2 separate regions of the Hordeum vulgare genome follow, and region 2 is linked to region 1. A link is a contact called in public Hi-C data. All regions are on one chromosome and are shown on one strand. The core of a region is the stretch at or near the end of the contact, and the rest is flanking DNA. Distances in the headings are between cores, read along the strand shown. Region 1 has its middle 16 kb from the start of LOC123449018. Region 2 holds the start of LOC123449020 (receptor-like cytoplasmic kinase 176).

Region 1 (3,377 bases), core at 268-2,767:
ACATATTTAAATAAAAAGGTTCATTCATTTGGAAAAAAACTTCATATATTTAAAAACGGTTCATCAATTTTGTAAAATTTCATCAATTTGAAAAAAAGTTAATTGAAATTGAAAAAAGTTCAGTAAAATTATAAATAAAATCATAAAATTTGAAAAAAATTCATAGAAGTTCAAAAAAAGTTCATTTAAAAAAAAGTTCTTTGAACTGAAAAAAAGTTCATAAATCTTTAAAAAGTTCATCATTTTTTATAAAATTCATTCATATTTAAAAGTTGTTCATCAAATTTCAAAAGATTTCATCGATATTTAAAAAGTTCATAGAATTTCAGTATTTTAGAAAAGGTCCATCGATTTTAAGAGAAAAGTACGTCAACCTTAAAAAATCATCAATATTTATAAAAATTCATAGAATTTTCAAAAAAATTCTTCAACCGGCGTCATGATGGGGCGCGTCAGTTAACAAAAATGTACACTTGTAACGTCAAATAGGTAACAGTCGCTGCGAAGGACAAGTACTGGCCACCTCTCTGCAGAAGAGGGCATCCAACTTTGTTTATGTGAACCCTCCAGCTAGGCTCATACCTCTCTTCCTCCTCTCCCGTGAACACAAATTCACCAGGAATTCTATCCTCTCGGTGTAGCGCTGGGGTTGATTTCACGAATCTGAGTGTATCTCCTTAAGGTTTCGTTTGGCACGAAGGGATTCAGGAGGTTTCGAGAGGAAAATTCTTAGAAGGACCAGAAACGCCACAAAACCTAGGGCGTTCATTTGGTAAGAGGGGTTTGCTTAATCGAATCCTCTCCATTCCTCTTCAATCCCTTCCTATCAATGTGTTTCGGGATCCTCTTCAGGCCTCGTTTGGTTATGGAGGATTGGGGAGGGTTTGAGAGGAAAATCCCTAGGGGGCCAGAAACCCCACAAATCCCCGCGCGCTCATTTGGTAGGAGGGGTTTGCTTAGCCCAATCCCCTTCGTTCTCCTTCAATCCCTTCATATTCATGTGTTTCAAAACCCTCCTCGGAAGACTAGTGGAAGCAAAACCCCGAAGATTTGAGAGGATTGGGTGAAACAAAGGGATCCACTCAATCCCGTGAAATCCCTCCCTCTCAAAACCTCCTCAATCCCCCTTAACCAAACAAGGCCTCAAGGGACCGGTGGAAGCAAAGTCCCGAAAATTTAAGAGAATTAGGTGAAAGAAAGGAATTCATCAAATCCCCTTAAATTTCCTCCTCCCAAATCTCCTCAACCCACTTCTATCAAAGAAAGCCTGACGAGTGTTACACATGGCGTGTCCGTCCTCGTGCCTGAAAGCAACAGTAGGATCCTAGGCCCAGCTTGACCCGGCCAGGAGCCCGGAGCAGAGACAAGAGCCAGATGCCCAGATGCATGCACACGCACGCCGTGACGGTGCATGCGCACGCACGAACGCCAACCTGCCGGCCGGAGGCAGCGAAGCAGCGGCCCGCCCTCTCCCTCTAGCCTGTCGGTCGTCGTTACCCGTGCGACGCGCCAAGGTGGGGCACCGTGGCTAAAGTCACGCTCGGTCGATGCTCGATGGAGTGGCTGCGAGCGCGTCGACAACTGATCTGCTACCGTCGCAAGTGGCACTGCATTCGCGGCTCCACAAGTCTTGCCAAGTTAAGGCCGTTATTGAAATCTTTCGCTTTCGGGCTTGACTACGGGAGTTACTGCACGTCTGCACCAGATTTTCTCCACCATCTGAATCTTGTGTTGGGACATTTTGCTCCGTCAGAATAGCCTGGAGAAATACTTTTCTCAACTGCTCCAGTAACACAAGATGTGTGTGTGTGTGTGCACCGGTGTGTGTAAGCTATAGCAACGATTTGAGGCAGAAGCATTCAAGGTTTTTGCGTGTTTGTCACGGCCAAGCAAACCATGCCCGTCTCCAAATGAAGAGCCACTGGCCTGTCTTTCCGAGCTGGAATCAAGAATGAAATCCCTGGAAATAAAGTCGCGTGCGTAGCTCAAGCTAGCAGCTGACACATACACAACGTACAGAGTACTGAGCAGGTATAATAAGGTACAGTCAGCAGGCTTTAAGGATTAAAATACTATATTTTTGCTGAATTGAATGAAAGAGAAGAGCAAATGAAGGAAAACGGGCTCTTCGTGAAGAGCCAGCTCTAGCACGTGCTCCTAGGTGATTTGTGAGAATGAAAGATGTGCCAGATATGATAAAAGTAATACTCTTTTATAGCCGACTACTCCCTCCGTTCTTAAATATAATTCTTTAAAGAGATTTCACTAGTGAACTACATACGGATGTATATAGACATACTTTAGAGTATGGATTCACTCATTTTGTTCCGTATGTAGACTTCTAGTGAAATATCTTAAAAGATTTATATTTAGGAACAGAGGGAGTATTATACAAGCTAGCTATAAGACGGGTTATAAGACTGCTTATAGCCAGCAGTTGACTATACTATTAACCATGCTCTTAAAAAGAAGAAGCACAGAGTACAGAAATAGACACGTTTCATTCATTCGCCATAAAATAGCCAGCAAAGCTCGAGGGAGTCAATCCAGTGGGCTGTGGTGCGAGCTAGGCTGTTGGACCAGCGATGCACGACTCCTTTCTCCAGCGCCGCTGAAAGGGACGCGCTGAATTCCCAATCAATTCTTCCGTTTCCAGGTTGGCTACTGAGTACTCCCTCCGTTTCTAAATATAAGACATTTTAAAGATTGCATTATAAACTACATACGAATGTACATAGACATATTTTAGAGTTTAGATTCATTCATTTTGCTTTGTATGTAATCTTCTAATGGAATTTGTAATATTTTGAAACGGAGGGAGTATTTAATAAACTAACAATAGAGGGTGCTTACAGCCCGGAAATTCTCGCTTGGCCGCTTATGGAGCTGCACTCCAGTTCACAGTTGCGTATGGTTCAGTGCGTCTCCACGTGCTATTTTCGTTATGGCGACTAGCTGCGCCTAATGAAATTGCTAAAATCTTATTCTTCGTACATTCGTTTTTCTTAATATACATGCAAAAGATTTGCCCGAAGAGTTTGTAGGTACATTTGGCTTTGAGTACTAAGCATTAGTTTTTTTTACATGATACAGAAGCAAATACTCATACACATGCGCATACTAATGAGATTGTTCATTAGGGATAACGCTATGAATCTGCGTTCCAAGGCCTACTTAGGACCCCCTACAGTCATCAATGTCATCAAGGCTATCAGTGCAGTCTCAGTCTCACTCGAACGAACGGATTCTCACTCGGATGCACAAGGTCACTCGAACCATCTTCGGTCAGTCGGACATGCTCTGACACTCGGATTAAAGCAAGGTGCGGACGGTGAAGAAGTCTCAATGGCAAGAAACTTAAACTATCACATAAAGTA
Region 2 (3,391 bases), core at 274-2,773, 140 kb after region 1:
ATTTAGGAACGGAGGGAGTATATTAGTATCATAGGATAGTTCATTTATTGTCATGCAAGACACATAGTAGCACATCATTTAATATGATACAGTATCATGATATGATACTTAACCCTCTTTTTCTTCATTTAATCCTATGACATCTCATCGAAATTGCCTAGTTGGCATGCATGATACTACATATGATACTCTCATTACGGACAGGCTTATGTGTACATGCAACCATTGAGAGAAGAAGATTAAATACCGGTTGCTGCATGCAGTATTTAAGGTTAGGCATGCAACCAATGACTAGAGCACAAGTTGCTACAGGACTTATACCAGTAAAATTAGAGGCTAAGGCTGGTTGTAATGGGTAGTATCATATACTAGTATCATGTATATGATACTAGTGTATGATACTACATCCCTAATGCATAGTATCATATGTTAGTATCATAATGTAGTTCATCTATTGTCATGCAAGACACATAGTAGTACATCATTTAATATGATACGGTATCATGATATGATACTCAATCATATTTTTCTTTATTTAATTCTATGTCACCTCATCAAAAGTGCTTAGTTGACATGCATGATATTACCTATGATACTACTATTACGGGCAGCCTAAGTACATTGGGGGTGTAAATATGCACTCTTTGTGGGAAAAAATTCTAGTACTGTACAGTTTTTGGTGGACGGAGGGAGCACGAAGGCATGGGTATAAACGTACTGGTGTATAGGGCATGCACGTAGTTTTAGGTCGTTAATTTAACTACTTAATAATGTATTATATGTAGTTTCTAAATATGTAACTTTTATTGCATATAATATATATTTAGCTAGTTAAATTGATAATTTAGAACTACGCGCATGTCCTATACACTTGGACGGAGGTAGTACTAGAAGTTTTTGGCGGACGGAGGGAGCACGAAGGCATGGGTATAAGCGTAGTGAAAGCCGCTGCAAATTTATGTGATCGACAGGAGAAGAAGCGCTGCCAACCACCGGCCCGTTGATGCTGACATGCAGTTATGCACGTTGGCCTGTTGCACAGCGGAAGGCAGGTCGGCCATGCAATCTCCATCGCGTGCTTTAGTTTACAAAACGTGAAAGAGAAAACGTTGTACTAAATCGGGGATAAATTAACATGGATCGAAGGCGAGCGCTACATTTGCTTGGACTGATAATCACGCCCCGTTGAAATGTTAAACGGGAAACGTCAACATAATCCCCGAAGGAGGCCGGCGATAACGATACGGTGTCAGGTGTGATGTGCAGGTACGAGTTCAAAAAGGCTGTGCTGAATAGGCCAGCCACCGTGGTGCTATCACGTCCCGTCGAACGAACTATGAAGTACTATTATTATTCTCCTTATATTGGTGACATGGAAGTTTAGTCCGGTCTAAATTTTGCAAGAAACCAAATGAATCACATGGACGCAGGCGGAGAGAGGAGGAGAAAAGCCTTTGTCGTTCATTGATGAGGCGACTAGCCCGCCCGGACCCACGCCACGGCTCTCACCGTCACCAGTCACCACCCTCGCCCAAACGGAGGCAGCAATGATAGATCCTCCAACCCAACCTAGCAGGCAGGCAGGCAGGCAGAGAAGAAGGGAAAGAATGACACCGCTATCGCCAAGCCAACCCCAGTCCTAGCCCCAGCCCCCAAGCCACAGCAGACAGACTCCAGCCAGCCTCGTGGCTCCGGTTGGACTGGCCGGTACCGTTGCCGCTCCTGATGGGGAACTGCGCCGGCGTGCAGGGGAACGCCGAGATCAACCCGACCTTCAGTGCTCCCAACACCTCAGGTACCCCACCACTCTACTCTACTCCACTTCGCTTCGCATCGCTTCTTGGTTGGTTGCATCGGCCTTCCAGGCCCCGTTCTGGCAGTCTGGGCTAGTGATTTGGTCCTGCTAATTATCCGGAGTAAGGAACGAGCGTTTCTTCTCTGGTTGGAATGTTTGGAACAAGAGTCCAACTTCAGCTGGTTGATTCTGCACGATTTAGTTTTCCGCTTTGGTCTTCATGGAATGGATGGCCAATATAAATAGTGAGCAAAATTGCACGATTTTACCAAGCGTGATGCGCATATGGTTTGCCCAAGCGAATAAGTAGGGTGAATTTTGCTCCCAGAATGACAGCGGGATTGATATCTTCTTCAAGATAGCGTGAGTTTTACCAGCGAAGTAACCGCGGCCGCTTGCTTTGCGATCCAGGTAACAATTCCAAGAGCAGCAGCAGTAATGCGACTGACACCAGCACTTTTGGCAAGAGTTCTTCGTCGTCGGTGCCGCCGACTCCCCGGAGCGAGAAGGAGATCTTGCAGTCGTCCAACCTCCGCAAGTTCACCTTCAGTGAGCTGAAAAGTTGCACGAGGAACTTCCGGACTGACAGCCTGCTCGGGGAGGGGGGCTTCGGCTCCGTCTTCAAGGGGTGGATCGATGAGCGCACGTTTACGCCCGTCAAGCCCGGCACCGGGATGATCGTCGCGGTGAAGAAGCTCAAGCTGGACAGTTTCCAGGGGCACAAGGAATGGCTGGTTGGTCACTACTCCTGACCTTGTTGCACTTCCTCTTGTGCCTGTTTGAGCTGGAGGTTTAGTGGTTTTAATTTGTTTCTGCAAACAATATCTTGCAGGCTGAGGTCAATTACCTGGGGCAACTATCACACCCCAATCTTGTGAAGCTCATCGGGTATTGCTTGGAGGACGAGCAGCGGCTTCTTGTTTACGAGTTCATGCCGAGGGGTAGCTTGGAGCACCATCTTTTCAGGAGTGAGTTTCTCAAATACAGCATTATCTTGTGTACGATATGTTCCATTCGTGCTGTTGGAAATGGGTGAGTGACAGTGCAATCGTACCGCAGGAGCTCCACATTTCCAGCCCCTCTCATGGAATTTGCGGATGAAGGTTGCTCTTGAGGCTGCCAGGGGACTTGCTTTCCTGCATAGTGATGAGGCTAAAGTTATATACCGTGATTTCAAGACCTCTAATGTCCTTCTTGACTCGGTGGGCATGCAAATTCAGTCTCTTATCTATACACTAAGTGGAAATACAAGGAGCTCTGGTCTAAAGATTTGATTTTGTTGCCCTTCTTTGACTGAATACAGGAATATAATGCAAAACTCTCTGATTTTGGCTTGGCAAAAGATGGCCCGAGTGGCGATAAAAGTCATGTTTCTACTAGGGTCATGGGGACTCAAGGATATGCTGCGCCTGAATATCTCGCAACAGGTAATCTTCCGAACATGCCTTACCAGCTTATCTGTTACAACCATATTGTTCCTCTACTATTTTCATGTATCTTAGTGACATGGATAAAAGGGGGCATTCATTGACCGTGCTTGAAAACGGCAAATGAAGTTCTATTATTTTCTAGCATTATCTTCTTAAGATGGTTGTG

What was found. Hi-C and Micro-C count contacts between places; a contact is called where the count stands out from the background.
Region 2: a Hi-C map of seedling shows a contact between it and region 1, with 6 times the contacts expected there. The contact joins the promoter of LOC123449020 here to the enhancer-like site in region 1. A contact is called at or near these places in 5 of 6 Hi-C or Micro-C datasets (leaf and seedling) and 1 of 1 datasets of contacts at active chromatin or transcription factors (embryo).

The regions. Positions count from the first base shown.
Region 1 is chr4H:475,069,699-475,073,075 of MorexV3_pseudomolecules_assembly, forward strand. No RefSeq gene overlaps it. Among protein-coding and RNA genes, the nearest start is that of LOC123449018, 16 kb to the left of the region's middle. Within about 2 kb of position 1,518, at least 3 of the 3 cell types and tissues checked have open chromatin away from gene starts, as enhancers often do. A contact at or near this core is called in leaf and seedling, where this site is marked.
Region 2 is chr4H:475,204,996-475,208,386 of MorexV3_pseudomolecules_assembly, forward strand. LOC123449020 (receptor-like cytoplasmic kinase 176) reads left to right here and starts at 1,524. Exons shown (of 6, transcript XM_045126082.1): 1 at 1,524-1,795; 2 at 2,207-2,529; 3 at 2,628-2,763; 4 at 2,855-2,997; 5 at 3,099-3,222. The coding sequence starts at 1,726.